Regions from separate parts of the Sus scrofa genome. Here regions 2, 3 and 4 are each linked to region 1. A link is a contact called in public HiChIP or PLAC-seq and promoter capture Hi-C data. All regions are on one chromosome and are shown on one strand. The core of a region is the stretch at or near the end of the contact, and the rest is flanking DNA. Distances in the headings are between cores, read along the strand shown. Region 1 holds the start of CEP41 (centrosomal protein of 41 kDa). Region 2 holds the start of COPG2 (coatomer protein complex subunit gamma 2). Region 3 holds the start of CPA4 (carboxypeptidase A4). Region 4 holds the start of TMEM209 (transmembrane protein 209).

The links. Promoter capture Hi-C pulls out the DNA fragments that hold promoters and counts their contacts. HiChIP or PLAC-seq counts read pairs in DNA pulled down with a chosen protein or histone mark.
Region 2: a promoter capture Hi-C map of fetal liver shows a contact between it and region 1, with 2.8 times the contacts expected there. The contact joins the promoter of COPG2 here to the promoter of CEP41 in region 1. A contact is called at or near these places in 1 of 5 promoter capture datasets (fetal liver) and 1 of 2 datasets of contacts at active chromatin or transcription factors (alveolar macrophages).
Region 3: a contact with region 1 is called in an H3K27ac HiChIP or PLAC-seq map of skeletal muscle, with 4 times the contacts expected there. The contact joins the promoter of CPA4 here to the promoter of CEP41 in region 1. A contact is called at or near these places in 1 of 5 promoter capture datasets (fetal skeletal muscle), 2 of 47 Hi-C or Micro-C datasets (embryonic fibroblasts and epiblast stem cells) and 1 of 2 datasets of contacts at active chromatin or transcription factors (skeletal muscle).
Region 4: a contact with region 1 is called in an H3K27ac HiChIP or PLAC-seq map of alveolar macrophages. The contact joins the promoter of TMEM209 here to the promoter of CEP41 in region 1. A contact is called at or near these places in 3 of 47 Hi-C or Micro-C datasets (brain, epiblast stem cells and fibroblasts) and 2 of 2 datasets of contacts at active chromatin or transcription factors (alveolar macrophages and skeletal muscle).

Annotation. Positions count from the first base shown.
Region 1 is chr18:18,414,857-18,417,557 of Sscrofa11.1, forward strand. It overlaps CEP41 (centrosomal protein of 41 kDa), which reads left to right and starts at 1,314. Exons shown (of 11, transcript XM_003134674.6): 1 at 1,314-1,505. The coding sequence starts at 1,473. LOC102162156 (a long non-coding RNA gene) reads right to left here and starts at 1,103. Exons shown (of 3, transcript XR_002340307.1): 1 at 1-1,103.
Region 2 is chr18:18,208,069-18,210,819 of Sscrofa11.1, forward strand. COPG2 (coatomer protein complex subunit gamma 2) reads left to right here and starts at 1,310. Exons shown (of 24, transcript NM_001246238.2): 1 at 1,310-1,379; 2 at 2,569-2,621. The coding sequence starts at 1,343. It overlaps TSGA13 (testis-specific gene 13 protein), which reads left to right. Exons shown (of 8, transcript XM_005673166.3): 8 at 740-1,009. The coding sequence ends at 909.
Region 3 is chr18:18,552,658-18,555,357 of Sscrofa11.1, forward strand. CPA4 (carboxypeptidase A4) reads right to left here and starts at 1,287. Exons shown (of 11, transcript XM_021078825.1): 1 at 780-1,287. The coding sequence starts at 847.
Region 4 is chr18:18,613,786-18,616,734 of Sscrofa11.1, forward strand. TMEM209 (transmembrane protein 209) reads left to right here and starts at 1,473. Exons shown (of 15, transcript XM_003134688.6): 1 at 1,473-1,599; 2 at 2,487-2,623; 3 at 2,770-2,828. The coding sequence starts at 2,487.

The DNA of each region.
Region 1 (2,701 bases), core at 64-2,563:
CTTTCTCCAGTTTATTCTACCTACAGTCTCTATCATCACCCCACCGTCATTCTGAACCAGGGAAGCATACATTCTAAGCTGTAATGTGTCTAGAAGCCTCTGCTTGCTATGTAAAAGCTTCTAAAGTCCACCACCCCTCCCCCGCCTTCCAATTTTCTGCAGCCTCTAAATGCTTCTTTATTCCAGTGGATGGGAGAGAGACTAAGAATTTCAGGCAGTTGAAGGGTTAGAGAACACAGGGATGTTAAAACTCAGGAAGTATGAACTTGCAAGAGACACCTGTGGCCGGTTTAAGATCCTAGAGGTCAAGCAGCTCTGAGCAACAACAGGATTCAAGATTTGGACCATAAGGTGGGCCACTGAGGAGTCTTGAGAGGACAAGGGCATGCCAGGCCATGTTGTTGAATGGGTCATCTGCACAGACCCTGAAGCAGCTCAGATGTATGTTATTATTCACAAGCCAAGAGCCAGCGAATATGAACAGCTCAGGGTAACCTGTCTCCATTCCTGGAAAAACAACTTAGAGCAAAGGACAAAGGGTTACTGTGTTGTTCCCCCCATGTAAAAGGAAATAATAATTTGATGGATTTGCTGGGACACTTTAGAGCCAAGTCAAACTGTGTGTGTGATTGTTTTCTAAAGGTGCTAGGACTTAATTTTCAGATCTGCAATAAGAACAGGTGGTGGCTGATGGCAGGAGTCACAATGGTTTCCATGACAACAGAACTGGGTCTTAGTCATCCTCCCATCCTCCACAAAACCTACTGCAGCTTTTCTCATAAGGTGCTTATTAAATATTTGTTAAATGAATGATGAATCATTGATGTGTGTGCTTTGCAATTAAGGTTGCCGTTCTGTTGCTAGCTAAAAGCTTTTAAAGCAACAATAATTACTGTATTTCCACATATTTTGCATAATTTGCATATTAACTTAACCTGAAAATAATAAACTACAGATTCCCATTCCTGCTGAAAAACCATGCCCTATATCTATCCCCTATTGTGAAAGTATCCATATGTTTGGCTAAAACGGACCCAAAGAGCGGGGTGGCCCAGTGCGGTATTTTGGCTTCCACACAGCTAGAAACACTAGTCCTATCGACCCTTTCGAGCCCCTCCCCCCTCGAGCTCTGCGCAGCCGCCCACGCGCAGGCGGCAGTCTGCCCCCCGCACCCCCGCGAGCGCCCCTCTTCGCGAACGCAGGCGGGAGTCTACTGGGCCCACCCCAGAGCACAAAAGGCCTTAGCAGCCGGCGTCCCGCGTTGCCCTTGGCAACTATTGAGCGGAGTCTCTGTCTCCCCCTGACCCGGCAATAAGACAGTAAACAGGGCCTCCATTGGCTGGCCAGAGAAGGCAGGCCAATCGGACGAAAGGTTGTAGGGAGGCGGCTGAGCCGGGGTTGTGGGGGTAGGAAGCTAGGGTTAGAGTCTACCGGTGAGGCTAGAACCCCGAGCGTGGTCGGTTGGAGCAAATATGTCTATCCGGAGGCACATTGGGAATCCTGAGGTGAGGGCCAGGTCCGGATCGGAGAGGCGGAGGGGGCGGGCGCACCGGAAAAGCCTCCACGTGGGCAGGGAAGAGTAGCCTGCGACTTCCGCCGCCCGGAAGGCAGGAAGCGGAGGCGTGAGGAGGGGTCGAGAGAGGGGAGGGAGGCGGGGCAGGCCTGGGGGACGCGGAGCTCGGGCAGTTATCCTGCGGTGACAGGCCACCATCCCGCACAAGCTTACTGTACGCCGGCATTTGTCTCCAAAAGGAGCGAAGTCCATGAAGACACACAGTCCCTTCCCTCAAAGGGCTTACAGTCTAGGAGTAGCAGTTACAAAACATAAGTAACATCTGGATGAAGCCCGAAACACTAAAGGAATAAAATCAAAGGAGCCATCATTTCTGATTGTGGGGATGCAGAAAGAGCAGGAATAAGCAGACCAAGCCATTTCAAAGGAACGCAAAATAGAGCATTAATTTTATGCCTTCCTCGAATAAGACCGTTTATCTGTTTTCATCCCCAGTGCCCTGTTGCATTTGCGGTCATTTCATCTCAACAAATGATTACTGTACTCCTCTCGTGTCGTGGGAGCTACAAAGAGAATAACACAAGGCCTTTTTGTCCTTGAATAAGTTGAATCTAGTGAGGAGGATTTATAAACAGAATCTGAGTACAATGTGGTTGGGGAACAAGCTGTTAGGAGAGCACAAAGATAGGACCTAACTGAGGGAGTGAGATAAGCGCCCAGTAGACGGTCTGAAAGTTATTAGCTGGGTGAAGAAACATCCCAGGTGGAGAGACCAGGTTCAGCCAAGTTAAGGAGGTGTGAAACATGGGAGTGGACAGTTCCCGGTAGACAGGCAGGAGTAAAGTCTGGAAGGGCCTTCTCAGCCTTGCCCACGTTGTTGGTCTTTATAGTAAAAGACCAAGAAGTTGCAGCTTGGTTCATCTCATGATGGATGCCTGGGATTTTTGAAAGCTATGAGTTTGAGTTTAGGCTCTGCAGGGGAGTGCTGTGATGGATTATAATGTCTGCCGTGGAGGTGGGGGAAGTAGGTGTGGAGAGTAGTGGTTTGGCTGCTGTGTGTTTATCTTGCCTGCTGGTCAGAATTTGAGAAGCTTTTGAGGAATTTTAAGTAGCCAAGTGCCATAGTCAGATTTGCTTTTTAGGCACTGGTTGTAGCCTCATTGTAGAAAATGGATTTGAGGAGGCCGG
Region 2 (2,751 bases), core at 60-2,559, 210 kb before region 1:
GTGGATATTTACTTATGTATCTAAAGGGCCCATTATAGGGCTTTTCCTAAACAAAGACAATCTACTGTGAAATTGAGCAATGTCTCCACTTCAAGCAAAAGAGAACCTAGCATCTGCTCCTTCCACCAATGGTCCATGTTTACCAGGCATCCAAGTAAAGAAAGATAACAGAATGGTTTGAATTGGGGCCATGAAGGCTGGTTAGGAGTCTGTCCAAGAAACAAACAGGACCTGAATTAAGGTGATAGCAGTAGGAATAAGAAAACAGATTTAAGGGATATTTACAAGGTATAATGCTTCAAAAAAGTGCGGAGGGATGGGAGCAAGAGCCCACAGTGGAGGCGTGACACTGAGGCCAAAGGTAGAAACAGTGTCTTAGTTGTTCTTTCAGACAGGAGAAGGGAAAACCAACATACATTTTAGGAAAAGACCAAGAGGAATATGAACATCCAAGTGAATGTACCTTAACTTAGTAAGAATGGGTACAAATGGAATCATTTGAAAGGGTGGAATTAAACAGGGAAGAATTGGCAGTGTTTTAAATAGCTTGTTGAGGAAGGAAAGAATTATAAAGAAGGCTGGGAAAGGCAGTCCGTTGTCCAAAATCTTCCCTCTTGGTAAGAGTAAAGATCAGCTTTCTCGGCCCTTCAAGTGGGTCTCTTTTCATGCCTCACATTAAGTGTCCTTCTGAGCCCTCTGGAAACCCACACTCACGAAGGTTCCCTGTGCTTTGTTGCAGTCTCCAAGAAGTCTGAGAGCGCCTTGCCAACTTCCCAAATGATCTGGGAACCATTAACCCTTTCATCGCTTCTGGAGGAGAAGCCCACCAGAACTGCACCAGGAGCGAGCACGTTCCGCAGTGGAAGGGCCCAGCAGTGGATTATAAAAAATGCCACTGTTACTAAGTGAAAACAAACCCTTCCATGCCCCTCGCTTCGTCTCCACAGACTGAAGGGCCTACAGATGCCGTCATCTAGGGCGTGCAACCAAATAAACGAACTTACTGCTCACTGCAGGCCTAAGCTGCCGGGTAGCTTGCAGGGTGGGCCATGGCTCACCCCGCTCCGCCACCAACGACTGAAGGGGCGGGGACGCGGCCCCGGGGGCTCACTGCCTGGCCCCGCCTCCGCGCGGCTGGGGAAGGAGGAGAGGGCGTGGTCACGTCCCTTGAGGGTGAGAGCGGCCGCGGCCGGCGGGGAGGGCGGGCCTTCTCTCCGAGTGACGGGACCGGGGCCCAACCGGCGCCAAAGCACGGGGCCGGCCTTCCTGGAGCCTCTTCCGCTTGCCGGCTGCGGCGCCTGGGACGGTTGCGGTGGGTCTGGGCGCTGGGAAGTCGTCCAAGATGATTAAAAAATTCGACAAGAAGGACGAGGAGTCTGGTACGCGCAGGGCTTCTGACGCCCATCCTCAGCCGCGAGGGCCCCTCCCCCCCGCCGCCGCCACCTGCTCCGGGGACTGCGCACCTGGGGGCGTGGGCGTCGGTGTGCCAGGGGGCCGGAGTTGGAGCCCGGCCCCTCCTCCGCCTCGCTCAGCTCCAGCCCGGGGCCTGCCCCTAGCCCCTCCCCCGGTCGCCGGAGCCTCCCCTCGGGTCGCGCGCTCCCTCCCTGGCGCCCGCGCGATGCCTCGGGCAGCTCGGCGGCCCCGCCCCCAGCCCCCTCCCCCGGCGCAGCTCCTCGGAGCCACCTCCGCTGGTACGCCGGGGGTGGGCTTCCCGCCAAAGAGGCGGGCGCAAGGCAGGGGGCGGGGGCGTGTGTGTGCGCGTGCGGGAGGCGGGGGGTGGGGAGGGTCGGGGCTGGGGACTGGTAGTGTTAGGCCCGGAGTGGATTTGCTAAAAATAGGATAGTGTGTGAATGAACCTTGGGGTGCCTTGTATCTTACAGTCTTCCTGGGGCCCATTTGCTCTGTCCGCTTCCTTGGGGGCAAGGCTGTTGTTCCGTGATACCTAGCTCATTTAATACTCAAGCACCCGAACGTGAGTTGTATTTTGATACCCATCTTTGGTCCAGAGCAAAAGCGGAAGCTGCCAAGCCACCTCAAAAAGCAAAACAAACACAACAAAAACCCTCAGTGATTGATAGCTACTTTCAGGAAACGAAATCGAAGATTAGGTTAGTAAACCTCTGTGACCCTTTCCAGCTTGGAATTTATGTATCATCTGATGAACTCTTCTGCTTCGCAGTAAATGATAGAAACACATAAAGCAGTGCTCTCCTTTAGAGAAATCCAAAGGATCCTACCACAATCTCATTAATCTTAGTTGTGTGGCCACGACAGATATTTGTAACATTCATCTCAAAAGAGGGCAGGAAAAGAAGACACTCATTTCAGGCAGGGTTTCTGCAAAGGAGAAGTACAAGTTCTTACAGGTTAGCGAGGACAGAGCTAGTGCCAGAATCAAAATGATTTTAACCAATTTATATGAGTATTAGTGATGGTTATCACTGTGATATCCAAATGGTCATTTCACTTGGGTGAGATTTCCCAAGCATTCAGTACCCTTCTCTAGAAAGAGTTTGTGTAGGACAGCTATTAAAGACATTTTTTGTTTTGTCTTGTTTTATGATATAGGTAGTGGTTCCAATCCTTTTCGGCATCTGGAGAAGAGTGCTGTCTTACAGGAGGTATGGCTTGGAAGTGTTCCATTTTAGAATGCTGGACTGAGGGCCCCAGGCTATGTGGTACAAATTAAGAATCATGGAGTGTAACCAAGTTCAGAGAATATAGACTTGAGGGAAAAAGAAGAAGGGTTAA
Region 3 (2,700 bases), core at 37-2,536, 140 kb after region 1:
ATGTGCCAAATACTGATAAGAAAGCTCTGCGCTACTGAACCTTCACCGTTAACAAAGAGGTGGAGTCAAAATCCAAGACCCAGGTTTTCCTTTAAGTATGGTTGAAATTAGAAATAATTTCTGGTAATTCTTAGCAGTGCATAATAAAAAGAGTAAGAAAGTAGGAGATGCCTAGAACTGACCTTACAAATAAAAACTAGGAGGGGAAGTTCCCGTCGTGGCGCAGTGGTTAACGAATCCGACTAGGAACCATGAGGTTGCAGGTTCGGTCCCTGCCCTTGCTCAGTGGGTTAACGATCCGGCGTTGCCATGAGCTGTGGTGTAGGTTGCAGACGTGGCTCGGATCCCGCGTTGCTGTGGCTCTGGCGTAGGCCGGTGGCTACAGCTCCGATTCAACCCCTAGCCTGGGAACCTCCATATGCCGAGGGAGCGGCCCAAGAAATAGCAACAACAACAACAACAAAAGACAAAAAGACCAAAAAAAAAAAAAAAAAAAAAAAAAAAAAAAAAAAAAACTAGGAGGGGAAAGAACAAGCATGAATTAGGGACCTGGGGAGGGACTGCAGAGACCTAGTCCTGATATCACAGATAAAACTGAGCCTGAGAGAGTAGTAATTGGTCCAAAATGATACAGGGGCAGAGCCGAAACAGGAGCCCAGGTCTTCCTTCCCAACACCATACCACTTGAAGAATAATCAGCTATTCATTTCCAAATCCATCTGGTTCCTATATCTCGAACTAACCAAGTAATAATAATATTAAGTCCAAAAGGAACTTACCCAAAAAACTTTTCTCGGCCACAGATGCCAGACCCAATAAGGGCCCCAAAGAACAGTATCCACTTCATGTCCCAAGGGTGTCAGTCAAAGAGTGGCTGAGTCAGGCTGTATTTATAAGGACTCTGATGCAGACTCATGTCCTCAAAAATGCTAATGTGATTCCCAAGCACTCTTGCAACTCTGACAGTACAACAGGTGGGCCCCTACTGATGCCTCTTCCATTCCTTTTGAATGATAGAGGCCAAGCCTCTTGATTTACAAAGTCAGGAACTTGCTCCTCTGGCTGGAAAAGTCTGTGCCAAGAGTGCTGTATTGCTCATCACTTGGTATTTAAATAGTGTTTTTTTAGTAAACAGGAAAGTCCCACAGTGCTAGATAGAATTTATACTGATAATTTACACTGACTGAAGAAGCAAAACTGTAAACCTGAGATGAAATTACCTCTAGAGTAAAAAGACAGAAAGATGGGAGTTTCCTTTGTGGCTCAGTGGTTAACGAACCATGAGGATGTGAGTTTGATACCTGGCCTTGCTCAGTGGATTAAGGATCTGGCGTTGCCATGAGCTGTGGTGTAGGTCGCAGATGCGACTCAGATGCCGTGTTGCTGTGGCTGTGGTGTAGGCTGGCAGCTGTAGCTCCAATTCAACCCCTAGCCTGGGAACTTCTATATGCAGAGAGTGTGGCCCTAAAAAAAAAAAAAAAAAAAAAAAAAAAAAAAAAAAAAAAAAAAAACACTAAGAAGGAAAAGAAGGAAAAGAAGGAAAGGAAGGAAGGAAGGAAGCCCATCAAAGTTCCCTTCATGGTTCAGTGGTTAACAAACCCAACTAGGATCCATGCGGATTCAAGTTCAATCCCTGGCCTCACTCAGTGGGTTAAGGATCTGGTGTTGCTGTGAGCTTTGGTGTAGGTCACAGATTCGGCTCAGATCCCGCGTTGCTGTGGCTGTGGTGTAGGTTAGTGGCTGTAGCTCCAATTTGACCCCTGGCCTTCCATATGCCTTGGGTGTGGACCTAAAAAGGCAAGAAAGAAGGAAACCCCAAGCCAACTCCAAGACTACATACTTCACACACTTGACAAACTCTTCTCTGGTGACAAGTCTTGATGAAAATTTGTAGCTTCTGTTATGAATCGAACACCTAATTCTTATGATTCCACACACACAAAAAAAAGGTAGAACTACATGAAGTAAATGGCATAAGAAGAATATGTTAGTCTGAATAAATTATCCATTTTCCTTGGAATCTGAGCTAAAGGTAAAGGAATTATTAATAATAAGACTTCCTTCCATTTACTAGACTCTGAGTCTGGTGTCCTTTCCACCAAATCACAGCAGAACAAATGGAAGACACTCACGATTTCCACAGCTCCTTCAAGGACTCCAGGGCCTTTCAGTCTCTCATAGAAGGCCCAAATCCCACAAGTCCCCCCCACTCCACTGTCCCCACTGTCAACATACTTACTGAACTTACTCAAGGGGATTGGGTTCAACAAAGGGTTATGATTGAGAGTGTTAAAGGAATATTATTCTTACATTTGTTACAACTATAAGGAAGACTTTATTCAAGATTACTACAACAGGGGTCATAAAATAGGAGTAACTGTGTTCAATTTTGAATACAGTAAAGACAGCAGAACAAGGGGGTCAGAAGATAGAAAATTGTTAAGAGGAGACATCAAAGAACGGGGAGATTCTTGCTTAATTGGCCTAACAGAATTCTCGCTAAAGACAGGTCAAGGACTTAGACATCGGAGTTCCCATCATGGCGCAGCAAAAACCAATCCAACAAGGAACCATGAGGTTGCAGGTTCGATCCCTGGCCTTTCTCAGTGAGTTAAGGATCCAGTGTTGCCGTGAGCTGTGGTGTAGGTGGCAGATTTGGCTCAGATTTGCTGTTGCTGTGGCTCTGGCGTAGGCTGGCAG
Region 4 (2,949 bases), core at 223-2,722, 200 kb after region 1:
CCATGTGAGGACACAGAATGAAGGAGGTCATTTGCAAGCCAAAGAGACAAGGCTCAGGAGAAACCAATCCTGCTGGCACCTTGATCTTAGACTTCCAAACTTCACAACTGTGAAAAAATTAATTTCTGTTGTTTAAGGCATCCAGTCTGTGGTATTTTGCTATGGCAACCCTAGTAAACTAATACAGAATGTCAACAATATATCTAATTTAGGCAGTGTTCCTTTTTAAGCCTTGAATAAATGCATAGAACAGAGATGTGTCTGTTGCGAATTACATCAAATACATACAATTTCTTCTTAGGGAAGAGCCAACATGGGTTGGGGAGGAACCTGGTATTCTAATTTTCACGGTACTGTAACAATTTTCAAGTTAGCTCATCTTTACAACTAGAGCAAAACATCATTGTTGCTAAGATACTCTAAAAATTATTTTTAGAAATCCACTTAAAAATCGGTTTTAAGATCTTTAAGAGCATAGCATACCTGCAGATTTTCGTTAATATGCTGTACCAGGAGGAAACTTCTTTTTCTTTTATTGGAGCTTACTTAGGAGCATTTCAGGAAAAATTTTGGCAGTTGGGACCTATATGATGCAACAATCTACTAGCTTATTATGACAGAGAGTGATGTTTTTATTAGAAGCATACTTCTCTGCATCGCCAAGAGTAAGTTCCCGGACGTTGCCCGTCTGCTTTAGGCCCGCTTTGTCTCCTTCAGGAAGTTCTCTTGGATTCAGGGCTGGGCCCCTCACGTCTCCTTGGGGTTCACCGCGCCCCACCTCACCTGCCTTTCTTAGTGCACATGTCCTCCCCGCCAGGCTGAGCTTCTTCAGTGAGTAACCACCGAAGCTTTTACTTTTACATTCCCGCGTGTGGTTCAGCGGCACACAGTAGGCGTTTGTATTTCTTCAATAAAACCAAACTGAACTCCCTGATGAAACTTTTCCTCAGAATTAGTTCTTCTAAATAATATGCAAGAAAAGTAAAAGTTTGGGGGTTTAAAAAAAAAACCTCAAAACCACCAACTTTTAACAAAAACACATTTTGGCTTTTCTTGTTGCACCCTCATTACAAGGATATTTAAGAATTTACATCGGATCAGAACACTTAATTTTTTTTTTTTTTTTTTTTTTTTTTTTTTTAGCATAGAGGTGTGAGAAATGCTTTGTCATTGCTGGTGGTGTATGGACACATTATCCAATACTCTGCATCCTACAATTAGCCACCCAGCTTAATCAAATCTGCTTTAAAATGTGAGTCCACAAATGCTGTAAGGAAGCTAAAACTATATTAATCTATAGAAATTCCGCTTGTTATAGTTACTACTTTTTACTGCGGGTTTAGAACCTGGTCTGAGTTTTTGCTGCTCAGTTTTCTCCCGGCACCTGAGTGGGAGCCACAAATCCGGGAGCTGTTTCCCTGGTAACGCTGTTAGCCCCGTCCCTCCTCCCCCCCAAACTCTTCTCTTCTCGCGAGAAGAAACAGTTCCGTTCTTCCGGTATCTGCAGTTCCACAAGCTGGTAGCCTTCACCTTAGCACTGGCTTCGCGCATGTGCAGTAGGGAGTGGCGCGAGTCCACTGCTTCCGGCCGGAGAACACGGTGCGTTTTCAGGGTCATCTTTGTGCTTCCTGGATTTAGAGTCCACGCGGGTCGTGGGAGTTCCGCGCCTGCGGACCTGGCGAGGGTTGAACCAAAAGGGACTGTGGCCGGATCTCCCACTACCTGTAGTGGAAAGAAGCTGTAGGGGGTGCGAAAGTTCCTACTGTGAGAGCCAGGGAGGGTAGCTCCCCACACTGGGGCGTTTTGACTCTGGGACAGGGAGGAGGGGAGGGTGCTGCTCCATGTAGCGGGAACTAGTGTTACACTTGTCTGCAGGAGATGAAGCCTAGCAAAGTGAAGGAAATGTAAATCCCAGTGTGGACCAAAACTGTACACTCTCCCCCACCACCCTTACCCCCTTAACATCTTGGGTACTCGCCCTTCCAAAACTTAAATCCTGATAGTTTATCAGCAACACAAAAACGGAGATCTCTGGCGTGTGCAGAGTTTTGTTTTTTTTTTTTAAATCGTAGGCAGTTAATGGCTTATATCTTACTTGGAATATTTTATCTCGTAATTTGGTATTTTGAATTTCTTAACAGCTTTTGGCCTAGTCTTTGTGACATATTCCAAAAACACAACACAGTGTAATTGCAAAGATAACCATTAACCCTTATGTTACAAAATACTTTCATTTATTGGAAATGTTAAATTATTCTCTGAAGCGACCAGCCAGTTCTCTGTTGATTACAGTGTGGTGCCAGTGAAGCTGTAATTTAGGGTTCCCTTTTCTTATACTAATATTAAAATGTAAAAAAAGTTTAGAACTTTGAAAGCTGAAAGTTATGTGCAATTTTTAGTTACCGTTATAGTGGACACAAGTTTGATTTCTTAAATGGAGAAGTAGTTTCTTTTAATTAATTTTCATGCTTTTTGATTTTGAACAGATGCAAGGGGAGCCAAACCCTAGTGCTTCCCTTATTGACAGAACCATCAAGATGAGAAAAGAAACAGAAGCTAGGAAAGTGGTTTTAGCCTGGGGACTCCTAAATGTATCTATGGCTGGAATGATATATACTGAAATGTAAGTTAATTAACAAAAAAAGGAGGGGAGTGAAAATTTAAATAAGAGACCAATGGTTGGTTCCACAGGTTTTGTGTTTATTTTGATTTGTGGTGTGTTTCTGTTTTTGTTTTTTTAAGTATTGAAAAGGCTTTTAATTTTTTCAGGACTGGAAAATTGATTAGCTCATATTATAATGTGACATACTGGCCCCTGTGGTATATTGGTAAGTAATTAATTTTCACTGCACTTTAGAGTTACTTCCAATGAAAAACAGTGTTCATGTTTAATTCAAGTTAGTATTCATTCCTTCATTCAACAAATATCTGCTATGTTCCCAAAACTGG